Linked DNA regions of Pan troglodytes: region 1 is linked to region 2. Evidence: chromatin contacts called from public capture Hi-C data. All regions are on one chromosome and are shown on one strand. Each heading gives the region's core, a stretch centred on a gene start, on an enhancer-like site or on the middle of the called end of the contact. The rest is flanking DNA. Distances are from core to core; before and after follow the strand shown.

Region 1 (5,103 bases), core at 1,921-4,420, 230 kb after region 2:
CTTTCATTTATTTTCAAAATAATGTCTGCCAAATACACAAGTCTGATTAACTTTACCTTATCTGTTTTTCAAGTAAAACCAGTGTTCAATGAAAAATGTGCAGTTTAGCTCACAACTCAGTCTCACCAGTCCCTTTCATTTAAACAATCACCATGCTTTTGTATGCAGCAGAGCTGCTGTATACATTTTCCCATTTTGTCACACTGAGTTAGAATATTAAAATGGCAAGTACTTAAGGGTCAATATTTAATAACATGAATAATTTTAACTGCCTCGTCAAGAACATTCTTAAGTAAAATTGGCTTTTTTTTTAAACTGCAAGTGCATGGTGGTTAAAACACACACACAAACACACACACACAGAGTCAGTGACTGTCAGTATAGTCTGCCCTAATTCACGCTAAAAGCACCAGCAGTTTTAGCCACCTTTGCTTTTGCACCATCAGTACACATTTTAATACAGTAAAAAAAGAGGATTATTATGAAAATAGTCGTGACTTTTCAGATCCTCTGCAAGGGCACGGTGACTCACACCTGTAATCCCAACACTTTGGGAGGCTGAGATGGGCAAATAGTTTGAGCTCAGCAGTTCGAGACCAGCCTGGGAAATATTGTAAAACCCCATCTCTACATAAATTATTAAAAAGTTAGCCAGGTGTTGTGGTAGTGTGTGCCTATAGTCACAGCTACTCGGGAGGATGAGGTGGGAGGGTGGCTTGAGCCTGAAAGGTGGAGGCTGCAGTGAGTCAAAATGGTGCCACTGCACTCCAGCCTGGGTGACAGAGCCAGACCCTGTCTCAAAAAAAAAAAAAAAAAAAGGAAGAAAATCATTGATCTATTTAACATCTTATAACTAAGGACCATAATGTGATTTCAGGGTCATCATGTTCATTTGAGTAAGAGTCCTATTGGCACCAAGTAGTACTATTTTATTTTTAAGGACTAGCATCAGAAGGATATAGTACATAAATGAGTTCATACTCAGTGACATCAAAAATGCTATATGAACAAAGGCTTTAGAGTAGTTTGGATGGAGGAAAAGGTGATGGGGGAGTTGGATCATCATACAACACAAGGTGATAATAAGCTGAACTCGAAGGAATCTATATCACTGCAGTCAATACCATAATCACAGTGCCAGTGGTGAGTTAGTTTCAGCAAAACAACATCTAGAGCTAATCATCCCCAGCTACTAAAACAAGATCCTCCTGAGTGCTTTGTCCAGTGCCCTATAAATTATGAGGTTTTTCAGTCTGGCTGGAGAGCAGGTACTATTACTGGCCCTGCATGAGCTTCTGGTGCTGTTCCTTCTAACCCTTTCGGGTGATTCTTTCGCTGGCTCATGGGGCTTCCTCACACGCAGGTGCTGATCAAACTCTGCTAAATGCCTGAGGGAGACCCTTAGTGGCTCTTTGGAGTTCTCCCTCTGTGTGGCTCTCTTCTCTCCAGTCCTGTGCCCTGCGAACTCTGACAGCCTGGGCCTCCTTACATTCAGTTCCTTCCACCCTCTCAACCCAGGGAGTCTGTGGGACCCGCCTGTGTTCCTTCTCCCTGCACCATGGCCTGGAAACTCTCTCAACGCAGCAAGCTGGGACGGTCACAGGGACTGTCTCATTTGTTTGTTGCGTCTTAGGGATGACTTCATTGCCTGAGGTCTGGTGTCTTGAAAATCAGTGTTTCATATTTTTAGTTGTTTCAGGTGGGCTAGTAAATCCAGTCTCTTACTACTTCTTGGCTGGAAGCAAAAGACCCCAAAGGATCCAAATTTGATCCTATCATAAGCATTCATGTATTAGGCTGACCCATCCTTAATCAATTTCTGAACTCATCTCGTTTGCAGTACTTTGCCAAATGCAGCCAACAGCAAGCAAAACACACTACTCAATTTCTGTCTTCAAACTTCTTTCCCTACATTTCAAGTAATTACAGGTGAGAGTTTCACCAAATGTTTCTCCACTGCATGGATAGCTATCTCTCCAGCTTCCAACATCAGTTCCTTATTGCTGCCACTGAATCTCTAAGAGAATACTGCATCTTTTCGTTGTTTTTTGCTTTAACAGCACTTCACTTCTAAGTACAAATTTCTGTGTCAGTCAGGATAGGCTAGGTTAAGCTGTGCTAACAACAACCACCCTTAAAATCAATAAGAGTTTATTTCTGGCTCCAGTGTGGAGCAGAAGGGAGGGGCACCCTCATGGCCACCTGCGACTCCGTGGCAATGCCTGCTTTCATCCCTGCAAGCAGGAAGGAGACATAGCCAACTCCACACTGGCTCTTAAAGCTTCTGCCCAAAAGGGTCATTTGTCACCTCTGCTCACATTTTTATAGGTCAGGGCAAGTCATATGGCTTCACTTAACTTCCAAAGAGAGCAGAGGTATGCAGTGCTACCATGTGCCTGGAAGGAGGGAGATGGGAACCTTCTGGAGCAGCCCTAGTGTCTGCCCATGTGGCGTGTGTGCTTCCCTTTGTTATCTCTGCTCTAGCTCTGACAATCAGCAATCAATGTGTGACTTGCTGAGTGATAATCAGCTGCCGGATGTATTGAAAAGGAATGCCTTGCTCCAGGCTCCTCAGGATGCCTTGGTTTACTGCAGAACAAAGGAGACTCCTAACTACCGAGGCAATGTGAGTCCAAAAAGCATCAGGTTAGACTGACGGAGACAACTCAGAAAGGCTTCCAACAGGGATCGGGGGGTGGAGGGGCTTTGCATGGCCAGATATCTCCACAAATTGCAGTGACCCTGGCCTTCAAGACAGAAGGATGCATTTTCAAAGACTGGCTCTCACTGGCTATGTGACCTTGAACAAGTCATGTCCCCTCTGGAGCCCTCAGTTTGCTCCCCCGTCAGAGGGAGATAATGTGAGTGGAAATTTCCAGAACAGTGGTTGGCTTGCTCCCTCCCCCTGACTGGGAAATGCCTCTCTCCTGGACCAAAGCCTAGGGCTGATTCATAGTCACTATCAGCATCATTCTCAGCCTGGGCCAGGTCAACACATTGTTTATCTTGGTGTCTGAGCCCATTCCTGGCATTGCAGAGACAGAGGCTAAGAGCATGGGGGCTGGTGGATCCCCAATCCCCATCTTTCTACCCTGTCCCCTCCTTCCTCCTCCCACCCCAGGGGCTTGTGAGAATAACTAAAAAATGCAACTCTAAGGCCAGCAAGGCCAATTTCCCAGGGGCAGAGTCCATGATTCCCATACAGACCCTCCTGCTTGCCTCCAAAGAAGGCTTCCTTTGTAATGACTCTTGAATTAATCAACTTCTATCAACTCCTATGCCTGCCTCTGATCTCAGGGTCTCCAGTCCTCCCCCAACACAGCTGCAGATGTCTCCCATCTGTCCTTCCTGCCTTAGTCCCTCCTGCCCTAGTCCCTCCCTCCACCCTCCTGACGCACACTGCGGTGACTGCCAAACCGGGCATCACCCTGTCCAGCCTTCTGCCCAGCAGCCTTTCACGCTGCCCAGGTGACAGGAAGCCCCGCCATGACTCCAGATCCTGGCCCTTACCTCTCTCAAGTCCTCTACTCAGACCAAGCAGTCTGCTGGACCAGTCACGTGTTTCTCTGCCTAGAATATCTGTCCTAGTCCTTCCTCTGATTATCTAAGGAGCATCTCAGACCCCGCCTTGGTGACCACCCCAGCCCACTCATGCCTTCCTTGCCCAAGCTCTGTAGACAGACAACCATGCAGTGTAGTGATCAGAACAGAGGTGCTGATGGTCCACTGTGGATCCACATCTGGCCCTGTATCTCCTGAGCAAGCAACTATATCTCTCTCTGGCTCAGTTTCCCCATCTGTAAAAGAGAGATACTGATGATATCTTCCCCAGAGGGCTACTGGGAGGAGTAACAAGATGTAACAACATGCAGTGTGTGTGCATGGGCGTGTAACACTGGTCATCATTTGATGTCTATTGGCCCACCCACTCTGCACACATGGACTGAGTCCCTCGTTTTTGCCAGGGTCTGAGCGACTCACTAGGACTCATCCATGCCCTCAAACAGCCCTGCTTCAACTAGGGGAGAAAACACAGTGTTTGAATACCATGTGATGGTATCCATCCTGTTCCAGGTGGAGGATGCAGAGGATGGCCCCCTGCACCTTCCAGGATAAGAGGATCCTGATGCAGTCAACTTACCACCAGGAGGCAGGTTGGTCTCCTCAAGGAAACAATGCCATTTCAGGGGTTTGATGTTGGTCTCCATTATGGACAAGTTGGACATTCAGAAGTGGCAGGAGCTAGATCAGCCTTGGGTAGGTGGAAGCCCATGTCATTGGGCCAATAGCAGCCCCAGGTCTCTGCCTTCATAGCCAATCTGCTCACAGGCTTGTCATACACATTCTTTTTTTTTTTTTTTTTTTTTGAGACGGAGTCTCGCTCTGTCGCCCAGGCTGGAGTGCGATGGCACAATCTCAGCTCACTGCAAGCTCCGCCTCCGGGGTTCACGCCATTCTCCTGCCTCAGCCTCCCGAGTAGCTGGGACTGCAGGCGCCCACCATCATGCCCGGTTAATTTTTGTATTTTTAGTAGAGACGGGGTTTCACCGTGTTAGCCAGGATGGTCTCGATCTCCTGACCTCGTGATCCGCCCACCTCGCCTCCCAAAGTGCTGGGATTACAGGCTTGAGCCACCATGCCCGGCCTGCAAGGCACATTCTTGCACGGGTGGGAATCGGTGTCCATAGATTCCCATGCCCCACATGAAGGCTGCAGGGCAGGACTCCTCTGAGAGTGACACACGCTGGAGGAAAAACTGGGAGATGGTAGATTTCCCTCCTCAGAAAACCTTGCCATGGAGTCTTCACGACTTTTTCCCCTAATTTTTCAGTGTGGGTGTTTAATTCATTTATTTTCACTTTTTAATTTGTATTGCTATGGAAAGGTGTTTGGTGCTATAAATGTCAGGTCTCAAATTTGCATGACTCCAAAGTTCATGGCCTTCATACTCTACCCCTCCCCCAGCTCCAGCCTCTGTCATACCCTGGTGGGAAATTCAATTCTTTGAATTGAGTTGTGTGTTGTGTGGTTGCTTGCTACATTTTAAAGTTCTTGAGATAAAGAAGGGGGTTCCCCATTGGCCTTCCCATCTTCTGGAAGCTC
Region 2 (4,865 bases), core at 2,144-4,643:
GGGGGAAGAACAGTGGAAGCAGGGTGAGAAACTGGTATCTGGAGGCAGAGGCAACCCTGAGAATGCAAACTGGAAATGAGCAGGTGTTTTGGGAGGGCTCTGGAAATTGAAGCTGGTCTGCATTCCATCTCTAGGGCAGGAGGCCCCAGCTGACGCAGCCAAATGTCTCCAATACAAGCCACGTGTGTGTTCTGGTGTTCTGGCTGCGTCTGTTTTCTTCCCCTTCCCTCTGCTTCTCTGTATCCTACCGGCCGGCTTGGCCCAGGTGCAAGTCCACTCTCCCCACCCCTTTCTGCTCGTTTGCCTGGCACACCACAGGCTGTGACCTTGGCTTCTCAGACACTCACTCTGTGTGTTTGTCCCACTCCCTGTGAGACGGGGGACTCACACAGGCCAAGAAGTCTTTTCCTCCTTCAGTTTTTTTCTTGGTTTGGGGCTGGGTACATACAGGTGCTCAGTAAGCTCTTATTGGCAAGCTATTGGGTCGGGAGGGAAATGGCCCGTGGAGCGCCAGCGGCGCGCCTCTAACCCCAGCCACTGTGGCTCTCGGTCTGGGGGACACTCACCAGCTGTGGAGCACGACGCAAGTCTTCCTCCACTGGGGTGGGCCGGTACTCAGTGCTATTGCCCCAGATGTTGCAGGACGTGTTCGCCTACATAAAGGACATGGACACACACACACACACACAGCCTCACAACCAGCTCTGGCAGACGCAGGATCCCAGAGAGGTTTCTTTTCTCCTCCTCTAGCCCTGGTCCTGGGAGAAGGGAGCTGGGGTCTGGGAACCTGGGGACACATGTAGGGGGAGCGTCTGTCTCCTTCTGTTCCCCTCCCCTAGCCGGCTCCCAAGGCCATCACTACCTGGTCGGTGAGGAAGTCCCTCAGCTTCAGTAGGCGGTTGCCGCTCCTGGTGGCGATGGGAATGGTGATCTTCATCATCATCCCATGGATAGGGAACAAGCCCAAGTTCTGGATCTGTGGCCAGAGACAGGGAGGTGTCAGTACAGTCACTTGAGGGGGGCGGAGAACAAGGTCCACAGGGGCCAACCAGCCCCTGGGGGTGGCAATTCCCCCATCAGGCCTGGGAAAAAGGCCCACTCAAGACCCCTGGTATTTTCACCATGGAAGCTCCTAAGCTCTGTCAAATTGTGGCCGGGGACTGCATGGACGAGTGCAAGAAAGCCCTGAGAGGGGATGGGTGGCTGGAAGCTGAAGACAAGTCAGTGGGGATCCTGAGGCCGGAGAGCAGGGGCCACCTGCATTTTCAACTCTTCTTGCCTGGGGTGGGGATTTTGTTGAGGCCAGGGGTGAAGATGGTGACAGCAATGAATGCATCATGAGAGGGAATCATTAATTAACAATTAATTTAATTAATTAAACTCGCTATTTATTACTAAATAAGGAGTGCGTGATTGTTCACATTCTAGCAGTGCCACATTCAGTGCCAGGGCAGCAGTGATTCCAAGCAGGGCTTTGGAACCAGAAAGACCAGGAATCTAATCCTGGGCCCACCACCGCCTATGAGCTGTGTGACCCTGGGCAGCTTACTAGGCCTCTCTTGAACAAGCCATGCAGGGCTCAGCGTGTCTGAAGTCCAGTATCCAGCTGTCAGCTTGCCCTCAGCTTTCACACAGCCTAAGAGAAGCTGATGAACTTACAGCTGTTCAGGGCTGAGGGAGCTATCGGGGCCCACTATAGCAGAGGCTGCCAAATTGCCTCCTAACTCTCGTTCTCCCACTTTCCTTAGTGGCAGAACCGAGACAAAAGGCCACATTTCCCAGCCTCCCTTATGGCTCAGTCACAACATTCTGGATAAAGAGAGGTCACTGGAAGAGTAAGGAACTGCCAGGGAGGTCCCTTAATAAGGAGGGAGCATGCTTTTCTCCCCTTCCTCCTTCCTGCTGCCTGGAATGAGAACGTGATGGCTGGAGCTGCAGCCATCTTGTACTGTGAGGTGAACTGGAGGCTGGTAAGTTCACACTGAGAATGGTGGAATAGAAGACCCACTCCTGAATGACTTTGTGAAGCTGCCAACTCTGGACTTCTTTTATGGGACAGAGTAAACCCTAGTGTGTTTAAACCACTGTTTAAAAAAAATTTAAGAATTTTAGGCAACCACACCCTATCTTCACCCATACACCCCCCACCGCAGTCCGGTTGTTTTTCAAAAGAAGACTGAGAGGCCCAGAGAGGAGAAGTGACTTGCCTAAAGTCACACAGTGGGTGGGTGGCAGGGTTGAGGCTGGACTCCGGGCACTAGTGATGATTCCACATTCCTCCCCTCCAGGATGGGGGTGCTCAGATCCCATCCTTCCCCCTCTACCCAGCTCCCCTCCAGCCTCACCCTGAAGATGCAGCTGAAGGGAGGCCCGATACCATCGTATCTCTCCAGCGAGCTGTTGGGCTTGACCTCGTAGTGGCTCAGGCTGCTGCTCCTGCAGAGACAGAGGACAGGGCTGTCGTGAGCTCAGTCAGGGCTGGCTGGATGGACAGATGAATGAAAGAGGGAGAGGGCATGTGCCGGCCTCCCCCGGGCCATGAAAAACAGGTTCCCGCTTGTGTCGGCTGGGAGTGTCATGTTGGAAGGATTCTGAGCCTTTGCAGGAATCAGCGCTGCCATGGGTGAGCAATGTCTGCCTCCTGAGTGGGTGGGCGTGAGTCAGAACAGCCAGTTATCTCATCCCTGCCCCAGCGTCTCTGCCTAGGAGTGTAGCTGTTTTCGGAGTGACCATGCCACTGTGCTCCCTTCCACCCTCTAGGGATGGCTGGCGTGGGAGGGCCTGAGCTTCCTCTCCGTATCTGCTGTTCTGCCCTGACTTCTCCATCTGCCCGAGAGCTCTCAGAGGACAGGGGCTGTTTCCTCCATCAGACTGGGGGCCAGTAGCATGCCAAGGGGGTGGGGGTGGGAGCAGTCTGTCCTTTGGGGAAGAGTCTTTTCCCACTGACATTGTTTAGATGTGCTGGCATAAGATGATAACAAAAAGCAGATTGACTTATGATAGATATTATTTCTGTTTTTAAATTCTCTACAGACCATGCATCCACTTGTTGCCTCTGCCAGGGGTGGACACCTCCCACTGCCCCCACCCTCCCTCCTTGCCCCTGCTGGGAGCTCCCCAGGGCCGGGCCTGTGTCTCCTTCCTCTAATTTGATATCCCCTCCCCACACTGAATGGGGGTGCTGCACTCTCTGACCCATCAGGGACACTCTTGGCTCCATCCATAGTCCCTTAGTGCTGGGGTCTGGCCCTATTAGGGCCCATCAGAGGGTGCCCCCCCCTTAGGCCTCCCTCCTCCCATTCCCCATGCCTTCCCTCTCCTGGGGCCCCCGGAGCCCGGCCCACCTGGTGAAGAGGACGTCAGCCTCGTATTTGAGGTGGAAGCGTAAGGGGGCCACGTTGTCTTCCTTGGTGCTGTCCCGCTCGTTACTGTCACTGCAAGGAGAGCCAGGCGGCAAGGTCAGGAAGGGGCTCAGCCAGCACAGGCAGCAGGAAGGGTCTGAGGCAGACTGTGGAAGGAGCACACTGGCTTATCTGGGGCTGATGGGCACCAGACAGGCCAGACAGGGAACCTGAGGCATCTCCTAGGAGAGGAAGGGCCAGAAGCGGGGATGGATGACACCAGCTCTACCTGCTGCCCCTTTAGGTAGAGTCAGGGGAGGGCTCTGGGCTGGAGCTAGAAGGCCTGTGCCTGGTCTGGCATGGACTGGACCCCAGCCTGTTTGCCTCCCTCACCCAGACGCCCCGTCTGTCTGGTGGGCCAATCCTGCTGCCTGCTGGACTCTCAGGGGCTGTGGGAGATGACACCTGTGGCAAAGGTTGTGCCCACGGAGGAGGGATGGTGAGGAATTCACAATAGAGTCATTCATTTATCCCTGGACTGACCGGGGGCAGCTCCTACAGGTCGGCCAGGGGCACTCTGCTGCCACAAGAAGGCTGGGAGTGAAATTCAGAGACATCTTCTGGGGGGGTTCTGTCCAGTGTGCCTCCCTTTATATCTGAGCACCATGAACTACCAGGGCAAATCATTTTAGACATAAAAATGTACAGTTCTTGCTTGTTATATAGACTGAGTTTGATTCCCTTTGGAAGCCTTACCCCAAGATAGGGGTTTGGTTAGAAAAGGGAGACCCAACACACACAGATGTGCCTCCAGAGCCCCCTCCTACACACACTTAATTCTCAGACACCCCCCACAGCTGTGCCAGAGACACTGCTCTGCAAGTGCGCTCATTTCTCCTGTGAAGTCGGGACTGGGCTTTCTAAGAGCAGGGCAGAGAGCAAGGGAGGCCTCGCCAAGTTTGCCACGTGGTGTGTGAGAATTCTACCAGGATGCACAATTCATTTAACTGTAGCTGGGACGCGAGCACGTGTCGGGTATGAGTCCCCAGTGCTTATGTGACCTCTGACCTGCACGTGTGTGTGCTGGAATGTTAGTGTTCGGTTTGCCTGGGGTATTTATTTCTTAGCTAAGGATTTTTGCCATTTATAAGGCTCCAGAGTGGACACAATCCCTCTGTCCTTCCCCACACAGAGGTAATTCTGCAAAAAAGAGAAGTGTATTTACTACTGACACAAAGTGATTCATGGGGTCAACACATAGCAAGCTACCTCTGAGAGGCCTGGGAGACAGACAGACAGACAGACAGACGGGAAGACCCACATAGAGTAAGAAAAGGCCTCTTAAAAATAGAAAAAGGGGAGAGAGGTGACTAGGACAGGAAGAGCCCTGGATGGGGAATAGGACGAGTAGTGTTCAGCTTCCAGCTGCACAATTTACTGCTGTGTGTCCTTGGGAAATTCACTCACCCTCTGAGCCTCTCTTAACTTGGAAGATGGTGTGGGGAATAACCCCTGCTTTGATGA

The links. Capture Hi-C pulls out chosen DNA fragments and counts their contacts.
Region 1: a contact with region 2 is called in a capture Hi-C map of stem cell-derived neural stem cells, with 4 times the contacts expected there. The contact joins two enhancer-like sites. A contact is called at or near these places in 3 of 7 Hi-C or Micro-C datasets (induced pluripotent stem cells and stem cell-derived neural progenitor cells) and 1 of 1 other capture datasets (stem cell-derived neural stem cells).

Annotation. Positions count from the first base shown.
Region 1 is chr16:60,541,036-60,546,138 of NHGRI_mPanTro3-v2.0_pri, forward strand. No RefSeq gene overlaps it. Among named protein-coding and RNA genes, the nearest start is that of CORO2B, 36 kb to the right of the region's middle. Within about 2 kb of position 3,171, at least 5 of the 24 cell types and tissues checked have an H3K27ac peak or open chromatin away from gene starts, as enhancers often do. A contact at or near this core is called in stem cell-derived neural stem cells, where this site is marked.
Region 2 is chr16:60,311,673-60,316,537 of NHGRI_mPanTro3-v2.0_pri, forward strand. It overlaps ITGA11 (integrin subunit alpha 11), which reads right to left. Exons shown (of 30, transcript XM_510503.8): 23 at 3,345-3,434; 24 at 2,346-2,436; 25 at 863-976; 26 at 567-653. Among named protein-coding and RNA genes, the nearest start is that of FEM1B, 36 kb to the left of the region's middle. Within about 2 kb of position 3,394, at least 2 of the 24 cell types and tissues checked have an H3K27ac peak or open chromatin away from gene starts, as enhancers often do. A contact at or near this core is called in stem cell-derived neural stem cells, where this site is marked.